Linked DNA regions of Gossypium hirsutum: region 2 is linked to region 1. A link is a contact called in public Hi-C data. All regions are on one chromosome and are shown on one strand. Each heading gives the region's core, a stretch centred on a gene start, on an enhancer-like site or on the middle of the called end of the contact. The rest is flanking DNA. Distances are from core to core; before and after follow the strand shown. Region 1 holds the start of LOC107948207 (RNA-binding protein 38). Region 2 holds the start of LOC107905919 (small heat shock protein, chloroplastic).

Region 1 (4,172 bases), core at 758-3,257:
ACATAAACCAGCCTCTATAGTTAACATCATTAGTTTTTTTAATGCTTTATATATATATATATTCCCTTGAATTTGACAATTTTTCACAATTTTTTTTTGGAATATGTTAGTCCCTAAGGTTAACATCCATTACATAGATTAGTCCCTACACTAACAAGTTGTTTTTGAAGAATTTGCTAATGTGGACAAGTATGGGGATGACATGTAGGTTCATCTTTAATCATTCTTAAAAAATAAAAATAAAAACCTTAAAACTTTGAAAAAAAATCAGAATTTTTTTTAAAATTTTAAAAGATACTATAAATTATAAAAAATAAAAAATTGAATATATAAAAAATAAAAAAAATAAATTTAACATTTAACATTTAAAAGATTACTCTTTAAATATTAAACTTTTAAAAAATAAAAATAATTTTTTAAAATATAAAAATTATAAAATTAAAATTAAAAAATATAGAAAAAAGTCAACTTTTTTAGAAATTTACAAAATGAAAAAAAATATATAATGAAAAACTGATTGGGCATCAGTTGGGATTTTTTAAACATATTTAATTTTTGAAGTTTTTTGAAATTTAACTAAATTTTTTATTTTTTTATTTTCAATTTATATATTATTTTTTATTTTTATTTCTCATATATATATTCCTTTTTTGAAGTTTTATAATTTATATATTTCTTATTCTTTTAACAAATTTTATTTTTTTATTTTTTTAAGAATGGTTAAAGATAAATTCATGTGCCGTCCTCTTATTTCTCAACGTGTCAGCCTCATACTTATTCACATCAACAAATTCTTAAAAAAAGAAAAACAGTTTTAGTGTAGGAGCCAATATAATTCAGAAAATAATTTTAAGTGCCAATGTGAGAAATTTTATAAAGTTGAGGGGCCAATTCCACGTACATGCATTGTTGTAACTTTCCAACATATTGATTTTTTTTTTGTTTTTTTGAAAGGGTTCAACATATTGGTTGAATTTGTTATATTTTTTTCCTAAATAAATTTTAGTGTGAATGCTTAAAATATAGTAATTTTGATTCACCTAACATCTTATGTATTTTAGTAATTTTATCAAAATTTCTTATTTAATTATACTATTAACTAAAGTTTGATTTTATTGCATCTTTTTGACAGTTGAATAGATAATTTAATGATAAATTAAAATTCTATTAGTCATATTGTCAAAAAAAAAAAAACTTGCAGCTTAATTTTTTCTATGATAAATACTTAGCCTTCTAAGTTGAAAGTATATTCAAATCAATATGGCTTATTATACATTTTTATAAAGGTATTTATTGTTATATTTTCGTATACATCAATATTCGTTTTCTATGGGCATGATATTATAATCACATAATTTCTAAAAAATATATCATATTAGTTACTAGATTCGTTCCGATAAATACATTGAGAAATCAAATTTGTGTAAAAAAAAAATAACTACAATCCTTACTAAATATTTATGCTATTTTCATCACTTATTCCTCTATTTATTATTTATAATATTATACCTTCCAATTTAAACTAATTAAATAAGAGTAATTTAAGGTTTTTAGTTTAATTATTAATTAAAATAGTAATTTTTTCCCTTATACTAATAATTTAATTTATTAGTTGATTGTATTCTAAAGTTACTTAAAATAATATAATTCTATAATTATAAATTTTTAATAATTTTTTTCTTTTAGAAAAATCTTTATTTTAATCTATCAAAAGCAGAACCCCACATCGTGGGATTATATTCCTCAAATAGTATATGTATATGTATATGTATATGTATATGTATATGTATATGTATACATACATTAATATTTAGTGATTAGATTAATAATTAATAATATGGAAAAGGAATATATGCATAAACAAAATAAAGGCAGATTAGGAGAGAAGAAAGATGAGGAGTTGGATACAGCAAGGCACGTAACGTTGGACCCATTATAAAGTATATATCAAATTACTTTTTTAAAAAATGGAAATAATAGGTTAGTTCGTTGTATTTCATTGGAAATTTCCCTTTATCTCTCTTTTTTTTTCTTTTTTCTTTATTTACATTCTTTTGTTAATCATCAGTACATGCCAAATAAAATCTTCAATAATCTTACAAGGTCGTTTTCCTATTTTCATTCTCTTGGCAACCTTTGGGGTGTTGGGTAGGCTTTTCTCTTCTTTTTTTTCCTATTAACTCAATTTTTCGAACCTCGAAACAGTGATAACTTTCTCGTCTAGGGTATCTTTGTTAGGGAATCTTAAGGTGAGTTGGCAGCGGAAATCTAGTATAAGGTTTGGATAGAAAAGAAAAGAAAAGGAAAAAAACCATATTGATTGAAGTTGTTCTAAGAAGATTGATAATATTTTTGCAAGCCAACGTCTGTGTTTTCTCGCCTTGTCTCCTCTTTTGCCCTTTTTAGGTGCTGATTCTTGCTTCCCTGGGGTTGGGTGTGTTAGTTGGGATCGATTGTTAATCCATGTCTGAAGCAGGGCAACATAAGGTGGGTGGGGGTGGGGGTGATCAGGGCAATGGCACAGGGTTTGGTGACACCACTTACACCAAGATCTTTGTCGGAGGTTTGGCTTGGGAGACCAAAACTGATACCCTCAAACGTTATTTCGAGCAGTTCGGAGAAATACTAGAAGCTGTTGTCATTAATGACAAAACTACTGGAAGATCAAAAGGTTACGGCTTTGTAAGCTCCCCCTCCATCATATCTTCTTCTTCTTCTTCTTTTCCTGTTCAAAGTCAAGGGTTTGATTATTATGGTATATGTAGGTGACGTTTAAGGATGTTGATTCGGCTATGAGGGCTTGCTATAATCCATTTCCTGTGATTGATGGAAGAAGAGCAAACTGTAATCTTGCATCGCTTGGTGCTCAAAAGAATCGTCTATCTTCTGCTTCTCACTCTGGTCAGTATTCACCCATTTACATCAAATCAAAATATGGCTGTTAGATTATATTTTTTCTCTCCCATATTTTGCTGCTTAATTTCCGTCACCTTAATTTCAGCAATCGTATTTATTGCTTTATGATCAGTTTTCGTATGGTTGGCATAAGTTGCAGGGATTGAGAAATTTAGCCCATCCGCACCAGCACCACCACCTCGAGTCATGGAACCATCCGTTGCTGCTACTCCGGCATTTTACCGTCAATTCATTCCGCAATACGCATTTCCTTATTCGGCTTACGGGTGGGTAGATAGATCGGATTTCATAGTCTCTCTGCCTTGCTTAAATTGTGTATAATTTCTTGTTTCCGTAGGTGGTTCAATGTTCTAAAAATGATTGTCCTTTGAACATTCAGGTATCCTGGCTACACGCAAAATATGTCTCCAATGGTTAGTCTCTTGTTATTATCTTATATTATACCTTCATACATGTAGTAGGCCTAACAATTGAACATAAAATGTGTGATCAAAAGGTAATACAAACATGACACAAATACATGAATGCATTGTTTTTTATATGGTTATTGTTGCAAACTTGTAACATGAAATCCTTGATTGTTGTCTAAGATGAAACATTACAAAAATGTAAAAGCAATGTAGTGATTTGAAATTGGTGAATGTTGCAGAACTATTATAATGTATTTGGAGGGCAAGCGTTCTCATCCCATTACAGTAGCAGTGGGGCGTCAGGATCCGCTGGAGTCTACATGGGTTACTTCCCATTCTATCCCCAGCATGGGCATGGGCATGGGCATGGGCATGGGCAGAGCAACCAAAGTCAACACCCCAAAATAACTCACTATCCACATTTGGCTCAGCAATACCGACCATTTGGGACCTTAACCCTTGCTGCCTCAGCCTCTGCCGCACCTGCCACATCGCCAGGGACTACCACCTCTGCGCAAAATTCATCAGCCTAATTGGAAGTCAGAATATCATAACTAGGGTCAATAGTAACATGGATACAGACAAAGGAACTTAACCATTTTTAGCTTTGTTAGTTGGATGTACATCAATTTGACAGGCCACAATTTACACTTCACCACTTTCAGGAAACACCTTTTTTCTTAAATTTTATGTCTCAAAATGATCCCTACAATATGTCTTCTTATGGCAATATATATAAATTTGTATGAAATGAACATGAAATCATAGGATTCTAAGTTTTCTTATCTAAAAAGCAAAACTGGGTCTGAAGTACTGTTGAAGCCTGACAAGTAGGGGGTTTGCTTG
Region 2 (4,172 bases), core at 549-3,048, 190 kb before region 1:
TATATTATTAAATGAATCTTACCTTATTATGAGTGGGAATTGATAAGGGAAGGTTACTCGGGGACATAAAAATGGTATGTGATATCTTGCTTATGAATGAAGGAGTATACAACCACCGATTTTAATTTTCTGTGCTTCAATTCCCCGACAATATCTCAGTACAATGTAGCCAAGACAACTGATCCCCAACTAAGTCGCTCGACTTCTTTTAAGTCGATTATTTGTAGAAGTCAACTTAAATGTACCAGATTTAAAGATTTACTTGGCATTAGAAGACCACCGATCAACCTTAGTATGAATGCTCGAGTGTATTGTTACCTTTCAACCGCACTAAAAGAGTTGTTGAGATGTGAGAAATTGTCTTTTAACCATTTCATTTCTATTCGACTACCACTAAACTTGTCCGACATTTTGCCTAATAGTTGGTGGCAAATTGCGCTCCAATCGCTAACGCGGATTACCCCTATAACGACTAACCCATCAACTAGTAAATCAAGTTGTAATGCCACATTATCGAGTGTAATCATACACTCACTACATGGAAGATAGAATGCGTGTGTCTTAGATTCCCATCTTTCCAGCAAAGTACTGATAAGTGCATGCTTCAATTTAGTCCCATCGAGCATACGGGACACGTGCAAGAATCTTGTCTCTTCCAAGTGTTGTTCAATTACATGCAGTGCCCTCGTACATAAATTGTGTATATATGTCTCGATAATCCAATTTTCGTTCTATTATATAAACATAAAAAAATTAAAAAATAATATTAACAACTTAATAATTATATTTATTAAAATAAAAAAATGTAACAATATTTTCTGACCATTTGAAATTGAACATCGAAAATGTGTTTTTGATCCAAATAAATTAGAGGCTTGGCATTTTTAAAAAATTTAAATTATGAAAATAAAATAAAGTCAAAGAAATTACAAAATAGAAAATTGAGAGAAGAAGAATTTAAGAGAAATTGAACAAAAAATTTGAAAGTAAAATAGTTCAGAGAATTGAGAGAATAGAATTGGATAAAAGAAATTGAAAATAGGCAAGGTTTATATAGAAAAAAAATACCATTGGAGAAAAAAAGTTACTATTGGTCCCAACAGTGTACAATAATTTTCTTTTAAAAAAAAATGGCACTTCTCTCTCTTAAAACAACCTATTTTTCTTATTTTCAAAAAAACTTGCCTAAATCTCTAAATTTTCTTTAAAATCGACATATTTGCCAAATTTTGTCACTATATTTTACCTTAAAATGTTTAGGTACTAAAAAAAAGAAGACATAATTTAGGTGACAATTTATATGTTAAGCCATTTTCTTAGAATAAGCTTAACGACTTGATTAATTGTTGTACTAACAAAAGTATTATTTTTAAAAAAAAGTAATTTAAATACCATTTATTACAAAAAAAAGAGAGTGGTAATTTAAATACTAATAAAAATATGTAACTTAAATACCTATTTATAAGTTAAACCTATAAGTTTTTTACAACCCCACCTAAATAATTTTAAATCTCCCGATTAAATCACTTGTTCATTTTAAGCCACTTGAACCACAACATAGATGTCAAACTTTTGAAGGAGATAAATACTCTTATTCTTAACCTTATAATAAAATTAAAATATTTTTATTTATTTTCATAAATTTTTATATATTTAAAATTTCAACTGTCCCATAGATTATGCAATTAAAATTAACATTTTTTATTTTTCTCTAAAAAATAAAATTAACATTTTTTAAAAAAATTTAGATCGTTGAATATATTATATAAAACATATCGATGTAGGGGAAAAGGAAACAGCGTCAATATAAAAGATATCATTGATCTTGGCCAATAAGAAGCAAATCGTGGATGCTTCCCGAAGGGCTAGAAAAGGCCAAATAGGGTTTGCAAATAAGGATAGGTCCAAGTGTTTGGGTCCAGAACCTTCATTATCCTCTCCCACCTTTCAAGATCCCTCTACAAACTTCCCTTCTTGCTCTCCTTTCACCTATATATACATATATTCTCCCCCCCTTCACCACCTCGAATCAGCAATCATCGGCGAACACAAATACACAAAGCTCTCAATTCTTGAAGTCTTTTGCGTTTAATATAAAAATGGCGGCTTCAAGTTTGTGTTGCTCATCTTCTCCATTGGTATTAAACAGACCTAAGCCTTCTTGTTCCATTAAAGCTGTAACGCCATTCTCTGTATCTTTTCCATCCAAGAATCCCTGCATTAGGCGACTCTCTCTTGTAAGGGCACAGGCTGTTGGGGATAATAACAAAGATACGTCAGTGGACGTGCATGTCAACAAAGACAACAAAGGCACAGTTGTCGAGAAGAGGCCTAGAAGGTTGGCTGTCGATGTCTCTCCTTTTGGTAAGTATTTGCATTTTGGGTACGTACCATTCATCATCCATTTTCACACTATCGTAACGTGATCGTTGATGACACTTGACAGGTTTGTTGGACCCCTTGTCTCCGATGAGATCAATGCGTCAAATGCTGGACGCAATGGACCGGATATTCGAAGATGCCATGATATTACCGGGCAGCAGGAGCCGAACAGGAGGACAGTTGCGTGCACCGTGGGATATCAAAGACGATGAACAAGAGATCAAAATGCGATTCGACATGCCTGGACTGGCGAAAGAGGATGTGAAGGTTTCGGTAGAGGACGATATTCTGGTTATTAAAGGAGAGCACAAAAAGGAACAAGAGGGGGAAGATGATTCCTGGACAAATAGAAGCTACAGTTCCTATGATACTCGTCTCCAGTTACCCGACAACTGTGAGAAAGATAAGATCAAGGCTGAGCTGAAGAATGGAATTCTCTTCATCTCCATTCCCAAGTCTAAAGTTGAGCGCAAGGTTATGGATGTTCAAATTCAGTAAAATAGAATGTTTCAAGTGTTTTTGTTTTTTTTTTTAAATCTTTTATCTCGGTTATGTACTCTTAATCTCTTAGTATTTTGCATAAAGCTGTAGATATGGTTGTGAATGATAAGGGGAAATAATATATTTTTCCATTTCCAGCAATCATCATCAACCGAGGGTTGTGTTTGCTGTTGTACTGACTGGAAAGCTTAATTGGTTTAAGGCTTGAAAATTAAGGGCACATTATCCTAGGGAAATTGATAGAAATGTAAAACCATATCCACTTACCAACGGTCATCTCATCATTGACTATTACCAAAAGCTTCAACTGATCACCTATATTTTATGTGTAATAAATACAAAATTTATGTTAAGTGTACGATATCTATTAACACCTAAATCTAAATATAATTAATCGTTTTTATTATTTTTACGAAATTAAAATTCAATTAAAATATTTAAATTATTTGATCAAATTTGTAAATTTTATTAAATATCCATGAAGTGTTTTAGAAAAAATCAATTTAATTAAAAATTAATATTTTTAATAATTTAATTTTTTAGTCAATATAAAATTGTTTTAAAAAATGTAAAAAAATATAAGAAGATAAAGACTTTACTTATCATTTAATAGAAAATAAATTTAATTATTTTTATTTTATTTTATCTCATTTAAAATTATATTATATTTCATCAAACAATTTAATTATACTTAATATTTAATTTTAAGTAATATGCTAAACAAATTTTATAACTTAATTCAAATTTTAATTTTTCATTACTTTTTTTCTTCAAAATTCACTTTTTAAACTCTTAAATTTTTCAATTTATCGAATACAACTTTAGATTAAATTAACAGTTTAGTATTTTTTTTAAAAAATGATTTAATGTTTTTTTTTCGGTTCCAAAGAAAATTTAATTAATAAAAAAATTTAGTAATTGATGGAAAATAAAGCAATTCTTTGAGAAATTCTCTCTTTTCAAATGTTTACTCTGCTATCTTTGTTTTAGAAAGGTTTTGATCTAACATATGTAAGAGTAATTTTCTATATTAATTTCTTGAGTTAATTTGGGAAATTCAATTTAAACATCTTATAAAATATATTCAAGTTTATATCTTAAATGATTTGAATTGTATAAATTGTTTGAGTTTATCAAAAATAGCTTTGTTAAAAAATTGGGCTATTCACTTTTTACCTTAAAGGGAAATCTAAAACTTGAGAGAATTTAATCAATAATACTTAGGCCTAAAAAATAAGATTGTTTAAAATATGAATTGAACTTAGGCTTCAACATCTAAGGCTTGATAT

What was found. A called contact is a pair of places that touch in the nucleus more often than the background predicts.
Region 2: a Hi-C map of leaf shows a contact between it and region 1, with 2.3 times the contacts expected there. The contact joins the promoter of LOC107905919 here to the promoter of LOC107948207 in region 1. A contact is called at or near these places in 7 of 34 Hi-C or Micro-C datasets (callus and leaf).

The regions. Positions count from the first base shown.
Region 1 is chrA08:89,128,643-89,132,814 of Gossypium_hirsutum_v2.1, reverse strand. LOC107948207 (RNA-binding protein 38) reads left to right here and starts at 2,007. Exons shown (of 5, transcript XM_016882675.2): 1 at 2,007-2,682; 2 at 2,766-2,901; 3 at 3,050-3,182; 4 at 3,296-3,329; 5 at 3,566-4,111. The coding sequence starts at 2,464. The coding sequence ends at 3,859.
Region 2 is chrA08:89,315,931-89,320,102 of Gossypium_hirsutum_v2.1, reverse strand. It overlaps LOC107905919 (small heat shock protein, chloroplastic), which reads left to right and starts at 1,798. Exons shown (of 2, transcript XM_016832717.2): 1 at 1,798-2,364; 2 at 2,447-3,024. The coding sequence starts at 2,100. The coding sequence ends at 2,880.